Linked DNA regions of Mus musculus: region 1 is linked to region 2. A link is a contact called in public Hi-C data. All regions are on one chromosome and are shown on one strand. The core of a region is the stretch at or near the end of the contact, and the rest is flanking DNA. Distances in the headings are between cores, read along the strand shown. Region 1 overlaps Plcxd3 (phosphatidylinositol-specific phospholipase C, X domain containing 3). Region 2 overlaps Oxct1 (3-oxoacid CoA transferase 1).

Region 1 (5,927 bases), core at 2,238-4,737, 430 kb before region 2:
GGATCTATCACAAGCTCAATTCACACAGCATCGCCAGGATGCTAGAGAGTCCTTTGTCCCATCTCATATGACATGGAGAATTTCCCACAATACTTATTATCAAATATATGCCATAAATCATTGGGTAATTATTGCGCTGGAGTTAATCATGTATAGTACTACTCATGTAATATTACATTCTGTCTGTTGTAAACAGACAGAAACATATCAAATATATTAAATGATGTCTTCAATGTTTCTCATAGTGTTGCATTGTCTTCAAACAATCTAGATGATTGCATTTTGTAACACTCAATAATAAATACTTAAACAGATCTCTTATCAGACTGCATTTCTAAATTTCCTTTCCTATACATTATATTGAAATAAATCTCTTTCTGTTTTTTAGTGGTCTCATATGTTATCCTATAACAAACTCTTCTGCTGTCTTACTCCTTGATTTTTCACAGTTATGAGGCTTCCTTAGGTAAAGGACAGTTATAGATTTTTGAATTGGAAAATGACAGTGACGATGAGCACCTGTGGCATTTGCTCTGAAGAATGTTAATCCTACACAGTCCATGTGCTTTTCTCATTGAACTCTCCCATAACACAGAGGAATTTCTTACTTTAACCTCACATTTATCTTTTTTGTCTTTTGTTTTTGCTTTTGTTTTGTTTTTGTTTTGTTTGTTTTTGTTTTGTTTTGTTTTGTTTTGTTTTTGTTTTTGTTTTTGTTTTTGTTTTCTGAGACAGGGTTTCTCTGTGTAGCCCTGGCTGTCCTGGAACTCACTCTGTAGACCAGGCTGGCCTCAAACTCAGAAATCCTCCTGCCTCTGCCTCCCAAGTGCTGGGATTAAAGGCATGTGCCACCACCGCCTGGCCTAACCTCACATTTATCTTAAAGAATTTATTTGTCTTCATTATTGGTTCTTAGCCACTATGTCTAGTCACTCAAGGACATACCTCAGAGTTCCCAACACCAAAGAGATTGATACTGTCTGTGCCTGGGAACGGACTTTTGAGAGCTCTGATTGTCATGGATACATCTCATCAGATATTCTTCTTAGGGAACTTTTTTTCTTTCTTTCAACATTCATTCAATCATGATTCACTCATTCAGTCTTGTGCTCATGTGGAGTCAAATGATAATTTGCTAGTCTGTTTTCTCCTTGTCCCAGGTGGGTCCTGGGGCTTTAACTCAGATTTGCAGTCTTGGCAGGAAGCACCTTTCCCCCACTGAGCCATCTCAGGTGTGGCCACTCTTGTCTCACTCTTCCACTCCCTTTTTCTGGTAGAAGTCAATCACTAGACTTGTCTGTTCTTCATTTCTAATAGTCAATCAATGTCTTGGAGCTGTTGGAGTTTTAAGCTAACTGGATCAGTTTCTTGCTCCAAATTTTTCCCATTTCCATAATTAATCCAGGCAATGATCATCATGATTATGTTTGAAGAGGCTTTCAAACTCCTGGTGTAATTTTCAATTCCCAAATAGGCTGAAGAGTATTGAATATTTGTACTTTACAACACGAAAAGTCATGTTTATTTTCTCAAAGCTCTTGCTTCGAGGGAAATGCATGAAAACACTTTAAAGTATTTATTTTAAAAGTACACAGCTGGGATACTCAAGAAATAAAAAAGTCTCCTGTTTGGCTTGGTAAAACCAAATCCAGAATTTACTAGGGTAAGCTGTTCTTGAAGTTGACTGTCCAGAGGACACGTATTGATTTAAGAACAATGGGCTATGTGTTTTTATAGGCTCAGAGGAGCAAGGCCTTGCGGGTAGTGCAGCACAGACATGGAGTCACAACCCTCTGAGGTGCAGACAATAGCCTCATGCTTCATTACAGCTCAGTGACAGTGAGGTTTGTCCATTGTAAAGGGAGGTTTAAAAGCTGTCTTTCTATTTTGGTCATAGCTTTGCATTCACATGGGCTGGGAAGAGAGTGGGAAAAAAAAAGTAAATTCTCTGACTCAGGAAGGATGTGATGTGGTATAAATTTGCATTGCCTTTGGTATAGTTTATTTCTTAATCTGATGGTGATTATGAGTACAGTTATATGATTCTTACATTGTTGTAAATGTTTTCTGGTATATATTTTTTCAAATTTAAAACTAATAAATTGGAGAGAGCTGATGCTTATGACTAAAATGGAAGTCCTAAAACCTGTGAATTTTTCTATGACTTTTCAAAACGGATATTGCAATTCGAGAAATCCTAGAAGTTTTTTATTTACTGAGAGATGTGTTTAGTTCTATACATGCTGAGTCCATGAGTAATTTATTTCCAGAAGACCTTTTCTGACATTGAACAATACCATGACAACTCCTTAGAACACAACCATAGGTCGTGTGCTTTGGTGACTTTTTAATATAATATCCATTATAAGTTCAGGGTAGACAATTCACAAATGATTCTTTGTGGTTGGTGGTACTTATTAGCTTATACATGAGTATCCTTGACCATTCCATTCACATGGATCTTGGTCAATTCTGAATTCATAGAGCACTTCATCACACATATTAATCAATTAGATACTCAGTTCTATTTTCCAATTCATGGTCATACAAATTACTTATTCAATGATTTTCAACATCCCCAAAGGAAAATTCATTTTTAGCCATTGTCACATAAATTTATAACCAGGAGGCATGTTATCTGCTTGGAATCTCACTTCTCAAATTTTAGGTAACCAGTCTTATGAGGTGGCTAGTCAAAGTGTCAGCAAAAACCAGACTATCCAACCCAGTCTGAAACAAGGATATTTATAACCCAATCATGTGTGGGAAGTATAGGAAACCAGATTGTGGGGTACCACTAAGCTACATATAGTTGAAATGGTAAACCACTCCCCAGTTGCAAGGCATTAAAAACAAGTAAGGAATACCTCCAGAAGTTGGAAGGAATACATTACAATATAGGTATCATGAGGCTCAGTAAACAGTCTCAGTAAAGAGACTCAAATGTTAAAGAGAGGCAGGGTCAGAAAGAATGAATACCCCAACCTCTCTTTAATGTATTCATTTGGGGACCCTTCATTGTTAAAAACTCATTGACAGACCTGAGAACAATAAAAACCTCTTAAAAATTCTACACTTTAATGATAACAGTAGAGAAGTGAAGATAAGACAGGTATAGAGCAGGTAACTAGAAGAGATTGTCCTGGAATCAAATTTTTCTAACTCAACAATCACTTTAAATCCAAACATAAACCCTCTATTTCTTAAAACAAAGAAACAAACAAACAAACAAAAAACAAAACCAACCAACAAACAAAGAAAAAAAAAACCCATATACCTGATGAGTTAACCTTAACTGAATAAAAACTTCTCAATAATAATAAAAGTTTGGTCTTCTACCATTGATGCATAGCCCAGTGAGGATGGATCTCAGACCACCTCCTCCATGCAGAATTAGAATCAGATCCAAAAGCTGTACTAGGGAGCAGATGGAGGCCAGTGCCGTTTCCGGGGCCAAGTGAGTAAAATGTTCCAAACACCCAGACCCAGTCTGCATCCTCTTGCTAAACAGTGACACACTCAGCATATGGTATGCTGGACGCTGGGAAGTGTAGGACCATAGCCAAAGACAGATTTGGTCTGGTTTAAAAGAAAAGGGCTAGTTTTAAGAACTTGGGAGGTAGCTTTGTGAAGCATCTTTCTATGGGAAGTGATACAATGGTTGAAAGAGTCCTGACTACCTTTTCCCAATGAATAAGATACCTGTTTAGTCAGGTGTGCAATGAAGCTCTGAAAGGGTGCATGGAGAGAGGAGTTAGGGGGTGGAGAGGAGGAAAGGAAAACTATGGTCAGGATGTAATGTACGAGAGATTAAATTAATTTTTTTTTTAAAAAGTATACCTTCTGTATGTGAAACTACTGTTTTATCCATTCTGGAGTATAAGTTCCAGGAGGGAATATCAATGTTTGCCAGGAACATGATTCTTTTGGATTCCACTGTTGAAGCTGGTATTACAAAGTTTCTTCACTGTAGTTTGAAGATCTCTGACTTCAAAGGAGACACTGCACCGTTTCTGAATCAGATTTCTATTTCTTACCTTAAGGACTAGAAACTGGATACAGATGGCAATACCTGGCTTATATCAAGAGAGGGCAATGATATTCTATTTGATCAGAGCATGGAAAAGAATTCCCTAGAATTCTGTTCCACTCAACCTAGCACGAATCAGTGGCTGAAGAATCATTAGTGGTCGTGTAACCATTCCTCCAAGAAATGATGGGAGAATTTCCAAAGGAGGAAAATAAACTCCTGGAATAGAACAACATCTTCGTTTTGACTACTCTTTGATTAGTAGATAATTGTTGCAAACAAGTGTGTCAAGCTTTGCCCTGACAAGTCCTGCTGTCACAAAGCTGACAAGCTGTAGCACAGACCTGTGAGGACGAGGCTTTTCCAAGGAAAATGAGATGAAAGATCCATCAATGACTTTTCTACTGCTGTGATGAATGCATGACCAAATCATCTTATAGAGGAAAGTTGATTTGGGTTGACAGGTTCAAATGGTTGCATTCATGAGGGCAGAGTAGAGGCACACAAACTGGAGCCAAGCCAAAAATTTACATCTTAAAACACAAGCAATACGCAGAGAGAGAGAGTGATTTGGAAACACTGCCAAGTCTTTATTTATTTTTTAATTTATTTTTTTATTACATATTTTCCTCAATTACATTTCCAATGCTATCCCAAAAGTCCCCCATGCCCTCCCCCCCACTTCCCTACCCACTCATTCCTATTTTTTTTGGCCCTGGCGTTCCCCTGTACTGAGGCATATACAGTTTGCATGTCCAATGGGCCTCTCTTTCCAGTAAAACACATGAAACTCAAAAAGAATGAAGACTGAAGTGTGGACACTATGCCCCTCCTTAGAATTGGGAACAAAACACCCATGGAAGGAGTTACAGAGACAAAGTTTGGAGCTGAGACGAAAGGATGGACCATGTAGAGACTGCCATATCCAGGGATCCACCCCATAATCAGCTTCCAAATGCGGACACCATTGCATACACTAGCAAGATTTTATCAAAAGGACCCAGATGTAGCTGTCTCTTGTGAGACTACGCCAGGGCCTAGCAAACACAGAAGTGGATGCTCACAGTCAGCTATTGGATGGATCACAGGGCTCCCAATGGAGGAGCTAGAGAAAGTACCCAAGGAGCTAAAGGGATCTGAAACCCTATAGGTGGAACAACATTATGAACTAACCAGTATCCCGGAGCTCTTGACTCTAGCTGCATATGTATCAAAGATGACTGCCAAGTCTTTAAACTCTCAAAATCTGCCCCCAGTGATAGACTCTTTCAAGAAGGCCTCATCACTCAAACTTTTAAAACAGCACCACCAACTGGGGACAAAGTATTCAAACATCGAGCTTAAGGAGACGTTCTCAGTCAAACCATCACAAGTGATCAATAATGCCAAAGAAGATTGTTAGCAGTGGAAGTTAGTATTGTCTATGCTTAGGATTGGATTAATATACTAGGCATGATTTCTGAGAGTCATACATAAAGAAAAGGTTCATTGGAAATTATTTTACTCACTAATATAATTATCTATGTATTTGTTCTGATAATTCACATGGCATATTAAAGCATTTGAAATCAAGATAACCCCACAAAATGTAACTTTATTAGTGGAGAGAAAACTTTTCAAGGTGAGGAATATCTATTCCTTTCAAAACAGTTTATCAAAATTAGCAGTGTTGTGTTCTAGAATTTAATACAATCTGCACAGCATATGATCCTAGGATATCTTAATTATATTTGTTATTTGAAAGAAAATCTTTGTATTTTAATTTAAAACTCTCTTATATACAAACATAGTCACATTGAGGAAAATAGGACAAATTTTGTGTTTTTATTTTGTTTGTGATTTGAAACATAAAATTCCAAAGCTACTTCTCCCCTGGACAAAATACCATGGGTATCAT
Region 2 (6,597 bases), core at 3,551-6,050:
CCCCAAAATAAGTGTCACTATGGCATCATTGGGGTTCCCTTGCCAACCATTTTGGGAGTTTGTAGGCTTCAAAGCTAATTTGAATGTGTAATTGCTTTCCTTCCTTGGCAGCTTACATAGCACCTCAAGATACCACAGGAGCCAGTCCTCGGGGAGGAAGCTACCAGGCCAGTTCAGCTAACTTCCTTCAAGTCCTGTGTCTCAAGTATGTTGTGTCTTCAGTTCAGGGATTGTCTTTGTTAGGGTTTCTACTGTTGAGGTGAAACGCCATGACCAAAAAGCAAGTTGGGGAGAAAAAAGTTCATTTGGCTTACACTTCCTCCATTTTGCTGTTCATTATCAAAGGAAGTCGGGATAAGAACTCACACTGGGCAGGATCCTGGAGGCAAGAGCTCATGCAAAGGGCATGAAAGAGTGGTGCTTACTTGCTTGCTTCCCCTGACTTGTTCAGCTTGCTTTCTTATGGAACACAGGACCACCAGCTGAGGGATGGCATCACCCACAATGGGCAGGGCCTATCCCATTGATTACTACTTGAGAAAATGCCTTACAGGTGGATCTCATGGAGGCATTTCCTCAACTGAGGTTTGTTCCTCTCTGTTGACTCTAGCCTGTGTCAAATTGACATAAAACCAGCCAGTGCAGGGAAGGGCCTTACATTCAAGCTCTGGGAGGTAATAGAGGATAACAGCAAGATCCTATATGGTTTGGAGCGTCTACTGGACATCCATGGTCTGTGTTTCATGAAAAGAGGATCATCAACTGTGGAGCATAACTATACAAAACACAAACATACATACATATACACACATACACACACACATACACACGAGGAGTTGGAGCAGAAAGAAGGGGTGGAAATGATATAAATACTGTTCTCATTTATGAAATTCTCAAAAATATTAAAAATTAAAAACGTGAATGCATCCTATGGGCAGAAGGAGGAATGAAGTGAGTCCAGCCATAAACTAGCTGATTTGTGTCAACAGAATTGGTTCAAGCCTTTTCTGTTATTGAACAGGAAATCATTTACTGCATCCTGATTAGAGGCTTTTCTGTAACAGCAAATAATGAGGACACACAAGTAAACTTCACAGACGTGTTTCTAACTAAAAGGAAAATGGGCATCCAAATGTCACAAGTTGGTGACAGACCAAGGTCTCACCCCTCTGTCCATCTCTCCTCCCTTCCAACTAAAATGTCAGGTAAAAAATGTACATGGCAGCCTTTGAAAACTGCAGGGACACAGGAAGACCCCAATCCTGAATGGGTGTCATGCATCTTGAACCCCATCAAGGTGAAAACGTCCTCAGCCTGAATCCCAGAGTTGCTGTTCTCATGGCTGCCCATCTGTGTGCTTAAGTACTGGCAAGATTTTATCGAAAGGACCCAGATGTAGCTTTCTCTTGTGAGACTATGCCGGGGCCTAGCAAACACAGAACTGGATGCTCACAGTCAGCTAATGGATGAATCACAGGGCTCCCAATGGAGGAGCTAGAGAAAGTACCCAAGGAGCTAAAGGGATCTGCAACCCTATAGGTTGAACAACATTATGAACTAACCAGTATCCTGGAGCTCTTGACTCTAGCTGCATATGTATCAAAAGATGGCCTAGTCGGCCATCACTGGAAATAGAGGCCCATTGGACACGCAAACTTTATATGCCCCAGTACAGGGGAACGCCAGGGCCAAAAAGGGGGAGTGGGTGGGTATGGGGGACTTTTGGTATAGCATTGGAAATGTAAATGAGCTAAATACCTAATAAAAAATGGGAAAAAAAAAGTACTGGCCTACAGATACAAGGTTAACCAAGTAGAAATGATAGACTCTAGTAGAAAATGGGTCGGTCTATCAGCATCTAATTATAGCTCAGGTAAGTCGGATTGATTGACACAGATATCAAGAACATAAAGAGATTGGGACAACCACAGCTGGAAAACCAGGTACTGTATATAAATTACCCTCTCCTGAGGAGCACCTCAAAACAAGCCTACAAACTCTGCAGCCAATCACCACAGCTACAGAAATTCATAAAGTAGCTTCACATATCACTGTTGTGTCTCAATTCTACCCAAGTTCAATGGCTTTGAAAGGTGTAATACTGACTGGTATTTAATATGTTGGGATTAAAAATGGACATTAAGTTGCAATGAAGAGTCTTCAACCACTTTTATGCCAACAGTTATTGTTGTCTATAATCCCCCGTGAGCTACACACTGCTATGACCATGTAGTCCTCCTCCTCTTTCTCAAATAACCCTCTAAAATGAAAGGAGCATCTTTAGCTCTGAGGTAGTACAAAAATAGGCCACCGGTTATATAAGTTTTGTTTTAAGTCAAAATAATTACACCATATAGAAAATAGTACAGAGAAACACGTAGCTAAATACAATAAGATTCAGCCATTCTTTTAAAACAAATCACAGCTCGACAAGCTTTGTTCTTCTGATTTACTGAAGTAGTTACTAAAATAGGAACACTATACACCCAACAAAGGTAAAGGTCACTGTTCATGAGATAAGGAGCTCTGCTCTCCTACACACGGGCAAAGCCTGTTAACCACCAATGAGCCATCATATTTATCCTAATAACATTTAAATACCTACCTTTAGATGTTCAAGTCGCTAAAAGAGGAATTTATAAAAGAGGAATTTGTAAAGCGTAGAAAATTATAAATAGTTACAAAGTGAAAAGCTGGAAATAGCTAGAATAAATTCACCAATCCATCAAAAAAATGATATATTATTATAATGACTTTGTCTTCCAGGATCTCTGAGCTAACAATAAGAAACTGAACCAAACTTTTCGGAGGATAATGGCGCACAAATCACTTGCTGTAATGGGTGTTTCTACCTCACAATGCAACCAAGTCCATTGTGCAGGAGATAATAGAACTCTCTCACAAAAGTTGCTACATTGTTGCCAAGCAACAAGAAATAAAGTGTCAAGATTAGTACTTTGTTTTATATATCTTTATCATCAATGAACCTTGTTTCTATTCTGCCATTCTCCGTGCTAATGGTCATCAGGCTAAGACTTATATTTAGTAACCTACAATAGTCACTAACCACAAAAAAAAAAAAAAGATGTAGATAGCAGGCATTCAGCAAGTCTATATTTTATATTTATTAATATTATAGCAATTTTATTATTGAGATTATTTCACCAAGCAGATAAACACAATATGTCTTCATTAAATACATCTCCATTAGAATCCAAAATTCTTTTAAACCAAGCTGACCAATCATGAAAATTCAAGGAAATGAGCAGTCTCTAAATACTTCAATAACCTAAAACAAACAGCTCATTTAGTGGAGCTATGTTAGGCTATTAGCAGGCTTTCTGTCAAAACGTTCTACACCTGGACACATTTGAAACACAGCACTTATATTTATAGATATTTCTTTTAGAGAGGATGAGCAAAGGAAAATAAAAGTGAAGAAGCATAAATAACTGAAAACTTATGAAGAAAACAAGTGCAAGTTGATACAAGTTAATGGGTCTAAAAGCAAAGCAACACATGGGTATGATCTCCATCCCTCTCAGTCTCTGCTACAAGAAGCAAGGCTGTCAACAGCATACTGCATCAGAGGGAAGGGTCACCAGTCACACAGTCCTTCCTTGTTAAAGCAAACAGCTCTCTGGGTTCCACACAACTGCTCAAAAAAGGGGGTTTCGGAGGTGGATTCAAGAGGATCAGATTATACTGTTTAATTTCTCCTCTTTTTTCCACTCCTGTTTTGTGAAACAGGGTCTTACTATGTTGTCCAGGCTGGCACTGGACTCACTGTGTGGTCCAGGCTAGCCTCAAACATGCAATCCTCCCACCACCAACACCCCTGAGTGCTGGGATCATAGGTCTGTACCACCATGTCTGGCAGTGTAAACTGTTTCTTTTGTGGTCTCGTTCTTCTCATGGGCTAACGGAAACAGAGCGATCTGTGGGGTTAATACTAAAGTGCACGGAAGGCCATTCACACACAGAATGTCAAGTTTGACATTCTGGCCAAGTTCTCATAAACACTGTGTCTCCACATGCCAATCAGGGATGTTTGTGTGAATGACTTCTGCACAGGTGTGAGCAATTGTTACCTGTGTGTAGTATGAATATTTGAAACTGGAGCTTTCAAGAATAATTCCTCAATATGGTTAAAAGCATGTGTCCCGCAGGGACAGAAGTGTTAATTCTTGTTGTCACTCTGTTTACACCATGTTTGTCCTTCATGGTCCATTGGAGACAGCCTGGATCCCACTGCTGTTGCAACTTTGTGTCAAGTCCTTAATAAACTCAAGATTTAAAATAAAAGACATTTGGATGGAGAGATGGCTCTGCAGTCAGGAACACAGGCTGTTCTTCCCGAGGACATGGGTTCAGAGCCCAGCACCCACATACCAGCTGATAGCCTTCTGTAACTCCAGTTCCAAGAGCTCAGAGGCCCTCTTTGGCCTCTGAGGGTGCTGAGCACACCAATGGTGTGCAGCTAGATCTATGTGAAGGCAAAACACCCATATGCATTAAATAAAACACAAAAATTAACCAAATAAAAAGCCATTTGAGAGGAGAGGAACCACGTCTGCTCCCGAGATGCTTTCATTTTCTCTAAAGCAGCAGGAGCAAGGTCAGTCTCCAACGTTGACACACTAATTGCTCTGCTTCATGAAGATGATGACAAATCCACAGGATCCACTGAAGTAATTAAGCCACCTGGCTAAAAGCCACTGTGCTCCCACATTCTGTCATAGAGGGGAAACAATAGCCACTCTGGTCACTTCTGTGCTAAGATAATTCATGAGGCTTTACTAATGCCAAGGTCCTTAAACAGAGCAGGGAGTCACAAAACGTAAAATGTTCCAGTCTCACAATCACTCTCTCCTCATCTGAGCCTCACTGTCAGACTTCCACATTATTCTGTTGTCTGTTACTATAACAAAGTAACCTGTCTATGGAAAATGCAGGGACAAAGGGTGGAGCAGAGACTGAAGGAAAGGCCATCCAGAGACTGCCCCACCTAGGGATCCATCCCACATACAGACACCAAACCCAGACACTATTGTGGATGCCAATAAATGCTTGCTGACGAGAGCCTGATAAAGCTGTCTCCTGAGAGGCTCGCCCAGTGCCTGACAAATCAGATACAGATGCTCAAAGCCAACCATTGGACCAAGCACAAAAGAAGTTAGGAAAAAGGACTGAAGCAGCTGAAGGGGTTTCCAGCCCCATAAGAGGAACAACAATATGAACCAACCAGTAACCCCAGAGTTCCCAGGGACTAAGCCACCAACCAAAGAGTACACATGGAGGGACCCATGGCTACAACTGCATATGTAGCAAAGAATGACTGTATCTGGCATCAATGGGAGGGGAAGAGCTTGGTCCTGTGAAAGCTCAATGGATGCCCCAGTGTAGGGGAATGCCAGGGCAGGGAGACAGGGGTAGGTCAGTGGGTGGAAGGGGGCACACTGTCATAGAAGCAGGAGGAGGGGGCATGGGATAGGAATTTGAAGAGGGGAAACCGGGAAGGGAGACAAAAAATAAGTAACTGAGACAGTGTACGTAATAGACAAAAACAAGGTGTTCAGTATGTAGGCTTAGAGACAAGAAGTCAAGACTAGGTAACTCATCAGTACTGCCTCTGGTGAGGGTTCCCTTGACTGCAGTACAACATGGAGACAAACTCATTCCAGAAGACTAGTGTTAATCGTTCTTTTTGTTTTTTTCTTTTTTGAATTTTTTTAATTGGATATTTTATTTATTTGCATTTCAAATGTCCTCTTTCCCGATTTCCCCCCAAAAGCCCCTATCCTATCCCCCCTCTTCCTGCTTCTATGAGAGTGTGCCCCTCCCACCTCACTGCCCTCACATTTCCCTACACTGGGGCCTTCACAGGATCAAAGGCCTCCCCTCCCATTGATGCCCAACAAGGCCATCCTCTGCTACATTTGCAGCTGGAGCCATGGGTCCCTCCATGTGTACTCCTTATTTGGTGGTTAAGTCTCTGGGAGCTCTGATTGGTTCATATTGTTGTTCCTCCTATGGGGTTGCAAACCCCTTCAGCTCCTTCAGGCCTTTCAGACCATGAGCCTAGGTGGGTCAAATCACACCCAAACCCTAAGAAAGCCTTAAGAGTTCATGGGAACTATTATAAAATGTCCTAAAAATAGAAATTTTACCTAGCTCTGAAGAAGATATCATCATTACCCTATCAAGAAAGTTGCTCATGTAAGACTGTAGCCTACCACCCTGCCCAGAAGAGAAGACAATTGGAGCATACTTATGATCAAAACACATAATATGCATTTATGAAATTCTCAATAAAAATTATTTTTCAAAACCCTATAAATGGGTTAGAGAGATGCCTTAGCAGTTAAGGATGCTGTTCTCCTAAGGTACCTGGGTTCAATTCCCCAACACCCACATAGTGGCTCACAACCATCTCTAGCTCTAGCTCGTGTGGATCCAAAGCACTTATCTGGTTTTTTGTTGTTGTTGGTTTTTTTAGGCACAGAATGCATGTGATACATGAATGGAAAATAGCCATACACATAAAATAAAAATAAAGGTTAAAAATACTGAAGATTCTAGCTGGGCATGATGGCA

The links. Hi-C and Micro-C count contacts between places; a contact is called where the count stands out from the background.
Region 1: a contact with region 2 is called in a Hi-C map of cerebellum, with 1.7 times the contacts expected there. The contact joins two enhancer-like sites. A contact is called at or near these places in 2 of 39 promoter capture datasets (cranial neural crest and hippocampal neurons), 1 of 15 datasets of contacts at CTCF or cohesin (pro-B cells) and 5 of 484 Hi-C or Micro-C datasets (cerebellum, cerebral cortex, cortical neurons and 2 more).

The regions. Positions count from the first base shown.
Region 1 is chr15:4,495,786-4,501,712 of GRCm38.p6, reverse strand. The region is part of intron 1 of Plcxd3 (phosphatidylinositol-specific phospholipase C, X domain containing 3); the gene reads right to left. Among named protein-coding and RNA genes, the nearest start is that of Plcxd3, 120 kb to the right of the region's middle. Within about 2 kb of position 3,487, at least 7 of the 459 cell types and tissues checked have an H3K27ac peak or open chromatin away from gene starts, as enhancers often do. A contact at or near this core is called in cerebellum, where this site is marked.
Region 2 is chr15:4,065,579-4,072,175 of GRCm38.p6, reverse strand. All of the region lies in intron 7 of Oxct1 (3-oxoacid CoA transferase 1), which reads right to left. Among named protein-coding and RNA genes, the nearest start is that of BC037032, 41 kb to the right of the region's middle. Within about 2 kb of position 4,800, at least 7 of the 459 cell types and tissues checked have an H3K27ac peak or open chromatin away from gene starts, as enhancers often do. A contact at or near this core is called in cerebellum, where this site is marked.